Regions from separate parts of the Ovis aries genome. Here region 2 is linked to region 1. Evidence: chromatin contacts called from public Hi-C data. All regions are on one chromosome and are shown on one strand. The core of a region is the stretch at or near the end of the contact, and the rest is flanking DNA. Distances in the headings are between cores, read along the strand shown. Region 1 overlaps ARID1B (AT-rich interaction domain 1B). Region 2 overlaps ARID1B (AT-rich interaction domain 1B).

Region 1 (4,154 bases), core at 286-2,785:
TGTAGACTTTGGTAGTTAAATATACATTTGGAAAACTAAAACTTAACATTTGCTCTAAAAGACGTGTTACGGGTGATTTTTCAGATGCAGCGATGCTAGCAAGTCAGCTGGAGTCGCTTCCTGTGCGGCCCTCCCTAGTCCTTCTCGCTAGCGCTGGTCCTTCTCCGTGCCCCTCCCGGGCTCTGGCTCCAGGGTGCCTCCTGCTTCTCTTTCCCTTGCCTGTCAGCTTCCGCGTTAATCATTCATCACTCTAATAGTTTATCTATTTTTATTCATTGCCAAAGTCTGGCTTTGGAGAGTATGGAATATTTGAAGGAGAGAGAACCTCTTTCCAGCCACTAGCCCTGATAGGACTATTTTCGTTTTTCTATACATTAAAAACAACTCTGCGTTTGTTTTTTTCGTTTTCATAACCAACATATGTTGAGCAATTAATACACCCAGTGGTTCGATTTGGCACTCAGGACAAAACAGACGATGTTTAGGAAGAAGGTACAAGGAAACATGAAAGGTGTGGGGGCGGGGGACAGGAAAGATTTAAGCAAGTTCAGAAATCCCCTTCGTTCCCGCGCGGAGCCCCAGGAATCCTGAGTGTGTGCTCAGAGGTGCGGTGGCAGAGCCTCCGCGGAGGAGCCTGGGAGAGCAGGCAGGGCAGCTGGGGCGAGGTTGTGCAACAAAGCTCCGGGAGGGAGCTCCCAGCAGGCCCCGCGCCCCGCCCACCGCTCCAGGTTTCCCGGCAGGCAGCCTCCGCCCCGCCCTCCCCGCTTCCCCTCCCCTCTCCGCGCCGCCTGGGAGCTGTGGGCTGGGGTGGGGGCGGGGGCGGAGTGGGGAGGGGGGTGTCTTCCCGCTTGACTAGCCTGAGCCCCAGCCTCCGTGGCCATTTTCCCCGGGACTGGCAGGACCCTGGGTTCCTTCTCGGGAGCTTTCTGCGAGCCGGAAAATTGGCAGTTTAGGCAGGAGGTGGCAAGTGCCTTGTCGAACGTGGTTCTGTAAAGTTTCTGCTGACTACAGCTTAACATTTAAACGAAACACACCAGCTGGATTGGTGAAGGCAGAGAGCGTTTTTCCTGTGCCACTTCGGGCCCCAGTTACACTCAGAATTGCTTCATTTGCCCCCTAACCTTCTCCTCCTCCTCCACCAGTTTGGCTTGCCAAAAGCTGTGTGCTTTAATTTTTTCCGTTTCCTTTAGTGCGTCTCTCTTTTCACCCCTCTTCCTCCTCCGCTCCAGAAGGAACATCACCACCCAACTTCTTGGACTGGATAAGTTGCAACTCGTTTTGCATGATTAAAACTGAGTGCCTGATGGTGGAAAAGCACTGAAGGAGCTGAGGAAGGTCAGAGCCACTGCCCAGGCCTCTAAACACAGGGCGGGGCCGGCACTCAGAACCCACTTGACAAAAACAGGGCGGGGCGGGCGAGGGGCGGGGTCAGAGCGCAGAGCTGCCAAACTTTGGGCGGGGCCGTGCCTGTGGACAGGGCGGGTGGAGCCTGAGACCCAGGCCTATGAGAACTCAGCTGGACCGGCGGGTGAGGGGCGGGGTGGCCACCACCATTGGCTGCTTCAGTGCAGCCAGGAGTCAGGCTGACCCAGGCTAGGGCTGCTTAGACAGGCACTTGGTTTCCATTTGTGTCATAACTCCTGTTTGGAGCCAAGTACATGCTCATCCACCTTCCTTGGCAGGAAAACCAACTCACAGAATTTTTTTAAAAGCTGGGAGAAGGGTGAAGGAGGGATGGACTGGGGATTTGGGGTTAGTAGATGCAAACTATTAAATACAGAATGGGTGAACAATAGAATCGTACTGTAGAGCACAGGGAACTATATTCAATGTCCTGAGATAAACCATGATGGAAAAGAATATAAAAAATAATGTATATATGTGTGTATCTGAGTCACTTTGCTTTTCAGCAAAAATTAACAACATTGTAAATCAGCTGTGCTTCAGTTAAATTTTAAAAGCTGTGGAGGGTCTAAGCTTGTGAAGTTTTAGCTGCTGCATGTGTTTTCCTGCTCATAATTAAGTGCTAGAGGCTTTTTGAAATACTCTTTCTGCTGTTAAGCCTTTCTCTTTCATGAAGACTTAGATTGAGTGTTCTCCTTGATCACCTTCTCTAGGAGTTTTAAGTAGAATGTTGCAATTTCGAGATCTTGGACATTTTCAAGTAACCTAAATGTCATTATAGGTAAGACTGTAGGTTAATTAAAATATGCTTTTAATTCAACCAATAACAATCAACTATGGCCAGTTGGTTTTTAAACTTTTTTATTCTACACTACGGATATGTAATTTGTAAAGCTTGTTTACTCATTGATGCTATTTACAATAAATAGTTTACTATTTGGTATGTTTGCTTTCTGTCATATGCAAGTCAGCTTAATCTTGGAATTCTGGAAATTTAATTTGATGATATAATGGGAATGTAGTTTTGAGTTAATTTATCACTATTGATGTAGAGGTGAAATCAAAGAAATGTGTCTTGAAGAATTTAAGAGAAATGGCCTTGAATAGTTCTGAATATTAACCTTCCATTTGCTTTTATGCCTTATACTGTTGGCATAAGTATGGCAGATGAGTATGCATAATATTTTCCCTTGCATTGTGTATAGAAACGAGATTTTGTAAAAACTGCTAGAATCCTAGCAGGGATGTTTCTAACTTTGATCATAGTTGCCTGCATATGACATTTGCCAGTTCCTTTTTAAATTAAGTAAGATCAAATATTTTTCAAGTATTTTGTTAAAGGAATGAGTAATATACTAAAGTATGCTATTGAACACCTCCTCACAGTATAGTGTTAGGGTAAGCCTTTATTGGTGATCATCAGTGGGTCATGATAACAGCTCTTTTTAGATTTTGAGCTACAGTCTTGTGTAATAGTGGTGAAATTGGTTCTGGTAAATTAATTTTGAGTTGACAAGCTTTTTAACTATCTGACTTTGTGGATATTGAATTAATAAACAGGCTTAATTTCTATATATCTCAAAAATGATATCCATAATTGCAAAAGACAACAAAATGAACCCTTTCATATAAGTTGATGGAATTTAAAAGTGATATAACATGATTTGAATAAAAAACAATTTCGCTGCTTTCACATCCTCCCAGCAGCATATTCCATGGTTACATGAAAGTGAAAGTGTTGGTCACTCAGTCCTGACAGATTCTTTGCGACCCCGTGGACTGTATATCTGTCAATGGGATACTCCAGGGAAGAATACTGGAGTGGGTTGCCATTCCCTTCTCTAGGGGATCTTCCCACCCAGGGATCCAACCTGAGTCTACCATCTGAGCCATCAGGGAAGCCCCAACAGAAAGGCGTCCCTGGGTGGATTACCCACTAATCCCATTGGTAAAAATACATCTGAAATTATAGGTACATCAAACTTTATTTAGGAATCACCATTCTGTTGTTAATCATAAAGTCTTGGTTTCAAAAGTCCTAACACAGTTAAGTATCAGCACAAAAGACATACCTATTTGGATAATCATTTATGCCTATTCTCTCCAAGTTTGTTTCTGTTTGCTCTGAGCATTTGCCTGGTTTATAGCAAACTATGAAATTATACTTTGCCTCCCTAGTATCCTAGTGTGAGTATTACTCCTCCAGGTTTTTCAAAGGGAGTCTTAAAGCAAATAATAGATTTAAGTGAGAGTTCAAGCAAATGTCTGATTTGACTAATCTTGCATTTAGATTTTAGATCTAAGATATATATACACACATGTGAACGTACACACACCTGCATGTACATATGTTAACAGGCCTTAGCTATTTCAGTTTATTTTTACTTTTGACGTTTACCCATTTCCCCATTTTACAGAATAAGTGGATTTGCATTAATTGTTAACAACTCTCCTTTTATTTTATTTTTTTAAAAATAAAACATGGCATTGAGCTCTCATATTGTATGAGTAAGTTTATCCACCTGTGCAGAGTTGTCACTGAGCTTGCAATCTTCTTTCTGGAAGAAATTTGTTTTATAGCATTTTACTTCGGCAGTAGTAAAACCACTGCTCTGTGGAAACCTTGGCTCTATAGCCCTCTGTCATGAATATGATGATAATGTAGTTTAACTGTTTCAGCAATTGAAGTGGCTTTTGTCCCAAACACTGTTTGTATTCCTGTTAATAAAATCAAGATTTGAATCATGGTG
Region 2 (4,613 bases), core at 1,780-4,279, 170 kb after region 1:
ACACCCTGGGGTCCGAGAGAGGCGAAGAGGCATCCTATCTTCTCTTGTTCGTTTAACTGGACCCTATTAGCAGTGCCTAACAGAAGAAAGAATGAACTGGGGATATTGTGTTTCTACTCTGCACTTCGAAGGTGCCAATCTTTTGCTTTACCTTTTCTAGTCAAAGTAGACTTCAGGTTCTGAGTTATATACCTTAATTCCTATACAGTTATTTTTAAATATCCCATCTAACTATCAAAATGTCTTCCCATTAACCGGTGCTCATACTAGAAATGCCACCCTGCAGATTTAATAGCCAGCTTCCACCAGCTCTGCCTCTGTCAGAGATACTTAGATTTGTACACAGCAAAATGAAATTTGGACTTCGTATTTAATGTTCCCTACCAAGTTTTTGCTTGTAGGGAATTCAGCAAACTTTCATGATAAAGGTCTGTATAGCCCTGTTTCTGCGAAAGTGGAGTCCAACTTAGCTTTGAGCTAGAGGTCAGGAATCTAAGCAAATACTGCTTGGTAATAATGGCGATTCACTTGAATTCACAGAAGCAAAATCACACAAATGGTACCTGCTTTCTCTGCTCTCTCCACTCAGCTGTTGGACACCCTGCCGTCCTTTCGGCTCTCCTGCTGGCTTCTGTTCTACTGTTAGCATTTCAGATTTGAAATTACTGAATCACTGATAAATTCTGATAAATCCAATATTGAAGATGAGAAGAGATTTGAATCATCCTTAGTTCTGGGTGACTTCATTAAAGTTAAGTTTGATCATTCTGTGGTCTGTTTCTGGCCGTGTCCAAGCCCTGTGTTGGTCACACTTGCCTACACTGTCCTGCAAATGAAGTGGCTGAGTGTGCCTGCCATGTCCCCCAACACTGTTACGCAGTTGAATGATCACAGCCAGTGTTTCTTGAGCACTTAGAGTGTGCCAGGGCTTTCCTGTTTAATCTTCATACGAGCCCTGTGATACAGATGCTGTTCTAAAACCCCTGAGAAAACCAAGGCACATACAGTCTCAGCAGACTGGCCCGTTGTTGCTAATGAGGGGGAGAACCAGGCTTTGATCCCAGACATCTGGCTCTAGAATTAGAGATCCAGGTGTACCTACCACACTTTGTGCTTAAAGCAGCGCTGTAATAGGTAAACTGTTCACACACAGAAAGTGGTACCTGTGAGCCAAAGAAAGGAGTTGTTTCTCTTTTAATTACTTGCTCTAGCTGATATCTGGAGGGCAGTGCTAATATCTAAGGCCACTAATCAAGAGATCTCAAATAAATACTTTTTAGGCCCAGGGTACATGTGTAATAAGCACACCTCAATATAGATCTGTTGGTTCTAAATACAAGTAGAGAAGTTCCTCTCTCTCACCCCGTCCTTAAAGATCCACAGCCTTTGCCAGTTATGGTGGACTTTAAAAACTGTGAAATCTAATTTCGAAAATCTCACAACATTACATTCAGTTCACAGAGTAAAACAAGCTGCCTCTGAACAGCTCTGAAACTATTTTTCCAAAATAAAAACCCAGTAGGGTGTAGGGACCAAAGTGGCGATGTCTGCAAAGATCTAAAGGTATATTTTATTTGCCAGGAAAGAACTCATGTCACTGAATGGTCTGTACTTCTGTATGGAGAATAGCTCTCCCAGTGTGCATCAGCTTCAGTACAAGAAATCCTGCTGAGGTATAGACACTTCAGAAAGTACAGGGCCTGTGCTGTGAACAGTCAGCTCTTTCCTCTCCCCCCTCTTTATTTTAAACTATCATTTTTATGGCAACATTATCGCTTTAACTGAACAAAAGAGCTTGGATTGCAGGCGCACCTCTGATAATACATTCTTCTCAGTAATCCAAATGGAGCCCGAGTCTGCGAAACAGGAAACGGGAGGAAAGCTTCCTGTATCTAGCCGTTCAGCCAGTGCACAGCCTGGAGGGCATAGTGCAGGGTGCACGGGGCCAGGCTGCGTGGCTCACGTGTTCTGCACACTGCTCAGCAATAGAACAGAAACATGGACCAGGCCGTGGGGCAGTGAGCAACGCCAGCCTCTCAACCAAAAGCCAGGCATTGCCTCCAGCATTCCAGACCCATGATTAAGGAAAATGTTTCTGAAACATTTTTATCATCAGAGAAGGGAAACAAATTATTCCCAAACCTTTGCCATGTCAGGGCCTCATATACTACAAAATTTTTAAACTAATTTTCAGCCAAAATTTGTGTTAAGTCAGGTTTTTCCCCATAAGAACCTAACTGTAGCTTATTCCTTACCAATACATCCAAGCAAACAACTGAAAGATTCCTCAGAAACATTCTAGATTCTTTTTTCGAATGTTCATTCTGAACCAGCTTAAATCCTAAAAGCTAATGATTTAAGGTCATTCCTCTGTGTTCCAGTTCGGATGTGACACGGCTGATAAGATTTGAAATTCAGTCCTGTCAGCCTCTGAAAGGTGTTGCCCCTTAGCCCTGGAGCCTTCACCCTGATCTTCACTGTAGAGTGGCTGTGTGACTTCTCACTCCAGAGATCCAGGTTGTGCCTTTGGGTTCTAGAGCAGTTCGACCAAAGGAAGGCTCCTAAATGAAACCTGAGCAGGGCCTAGGGGTGCGGTTGCTTCTCTGAAGTCCTGGCGGGGCTCTTGTCATAACCGACTGTATAAGTTAGTGAAGATCTAATGAACAGCCACGGGGATCCAGGGCCTTAGCTGCCTGTAAGCTAGAGTGGGGTAGGGGCAGGGTGGGAGGGGACCCGGCTGGGAGGAATGGGTGGGGGTTGGTGGGAGGAAGCTCCACTTTCAATTAGTAAGTCTGTAACCAAAAACCCATCCATCTTTGCTGGCAGGTGGCTGACTGAATTTCTATTATTAGCTGACAGGTGATGTCACAGAGCCTGTCATGGATCCAACTAGGGAATCCTCAGTGGAAGATAAATGAGAAAGGGCTCGGGTTATAAACAGAGGTGCCCTCTGGGTGACCTCTGGTTGCCGTAGACCTGGGACTATCAGCTATGCCTCATCTCCCCACCCTCCTTCCTGCAACCCCAGCCAGAACTAGGGCACTGGGTCCATGCTGTGTAAATTAATTCCCAGCTAGGAGTCTGGCCGTTCAGTCTGAAGTGTGTGAATGTACTTAACCTTCAATAACCTTTCCATTGTTTACTTTCCAGTATACATTTGTAGCTTCTGGCAAAAGGTAGGGATATCCTAGAGAGCCAGCCTCCTCTGTTAGCAGCTTCCAGAGGTTGCATTCTTTTTTTTTTTTTTCCCTGAAAGGAAAGGAAAACACACTGGCAAGAGGGGAGAATGTTTCCTTTTTTTTTTTTTTTTTTTTTAAGCTGTAAATGTGAATACTTGTAAATAAGGGCCATTCTGAACTCTCAGTCTTGTGAGCCGTGTTCCTAGGAAGCTGTGCTGGCTTCTGCACAGTCTGCTTCTTGAGTTTAAGAAATCAGTTATTTCCCCTGCCAGTTCTATGGGGCAGTCATGTCTGTAGGGTTATGCGTATATATTTGTAAAAGACTCTGACTTGTTTCTTTCATTATATCTACTTTTTAAATATGTGTTTTTTGGTAAAACTCTGGAAATGCATACTTGGTATACAAATATAATAAAGTGAGTTTGCTAAAACTCTGGTTTGGTTTAGAAGCATGAGTTGGTAAGTTTTTATTTTAAGGAATCTACATCTAAGAAGGTATCTATAGTTAAAGCTACTCTTCCCTGATTCACTCTAGTCCTGTGCACCTAGGGGAGGTGTTATGGAAAGCACCCTCTGTTGGCCAGTCCTCAGTATTGATTCCCAACCAGGCCCAGACCACACCAACCGCGCCATGTTGGGTCAGCTGAGGCTCTCTGAGAAAAAGTGACAGACCCCATTTCTTACTCACTCATAGCGCACTCTGTAATCGCCAGGGTTTGTGTAACTCAGTTTCTTCTAAAGTAAAGTGTGGTAATTGTACAGTTTGTTAACTGTAGATAATAATATATGCAAATTATTGTTTATAAGCAACCAGCAATCCTATTTGTTACAGTTAGAATTCTGAAAGTATTTAATGTATGTATGTATGTGGGCAGGAATTTTTATCTTTTTCTGTCAATTTGATAAATTCCAACAGAAAACAGCACACAATATTCATTCAATTAGTATTTGTTTAATTAATAAGTGAAACCAATATCTATCCAACACCTAACATGCTAAGGACTATGATCAATGATAAAGCAAGAGCCCTTAAATATTATGTTTTAAGGTAGGATTAATTTTTTACATGAATCCTGCTGCTACTGCTAAGTCACTTCAGTCGTGTCTGACTCTGTGCGACCCCATGGACTGCAGCATACCAGGCTCCTCCGTCCATAGGATTTTCCAGGCAAGAGTACTGGAGTGGGGTGCCACTGCTTTCTCCTTACATGAATCCTACTTAAGTTTTAAAAAGATCTGTTCAATTCTGGGCTCTGTTATTATAGTGTAATTACAGTTAAAGCCAGGTCTTATTACTCTGATGACGACATTCAGTTCAGTTTAGTCGCTCAGTCGTGTCCGACTGTGCGACCCTGTGAATCACAGCATGCCAGGCCTCCCTGTCCATCACCAACTCCCGGAGTTTGCCCAAACTCATGTCCATCAAGTCAGTGA

The links. Hi-C and Micro-C count contacts between places; a contact is called where the count stands out from the background.
Region 2: a Hi-C map of liver shows a contact between it and region 1, with 4 times the contacts expected there. The contact joins two enhancer-like sites. A contact is called at or near these places in 2 of 16 Hi-C or Micro-C datasets (liver and tail adipose tissue).

Annotation. Positions count from the first base shown.
Region 1 is chr8:81,398,061-81,402,214 of ARS-UI_Ramb_v3.0, forward strand. The region is part of intron 4 of ARID1B (AT-rich interaction domain 1B); the gene reads left to right. Among named protein-coding and RNA genes, the nearest start is that of TRNAC-ACA, 190 kb to the left of the region's middle. Within about 2 kb of position 1,536, at least 54 of the 54 cell types and tissues checked have an H3K27ac peak or open chromatin away from gene starts, as enhancers often do. A contact at or near this core is called in liver, where this site is marked.
Region 2 is chr8:81,561,677-81,566,289 of ARS-UI_Ramb_v3.0, forward strand. The region is part of intron 11 of ARID1B (AT-rich interaction domain 1B); the gene reads left to right. Among named protein-coding and RNA genes, the nearest start is that of LDHAL6B, 130 kb to the right of the region's middle. Within about 2 kb of position 3,030, at least 16 of the 54 cell types and tissues checked have an H3K27ac peak or open chromatin away from gene starts, as enhancers often do. A contact at or near this core is called in liver, where this site is marked.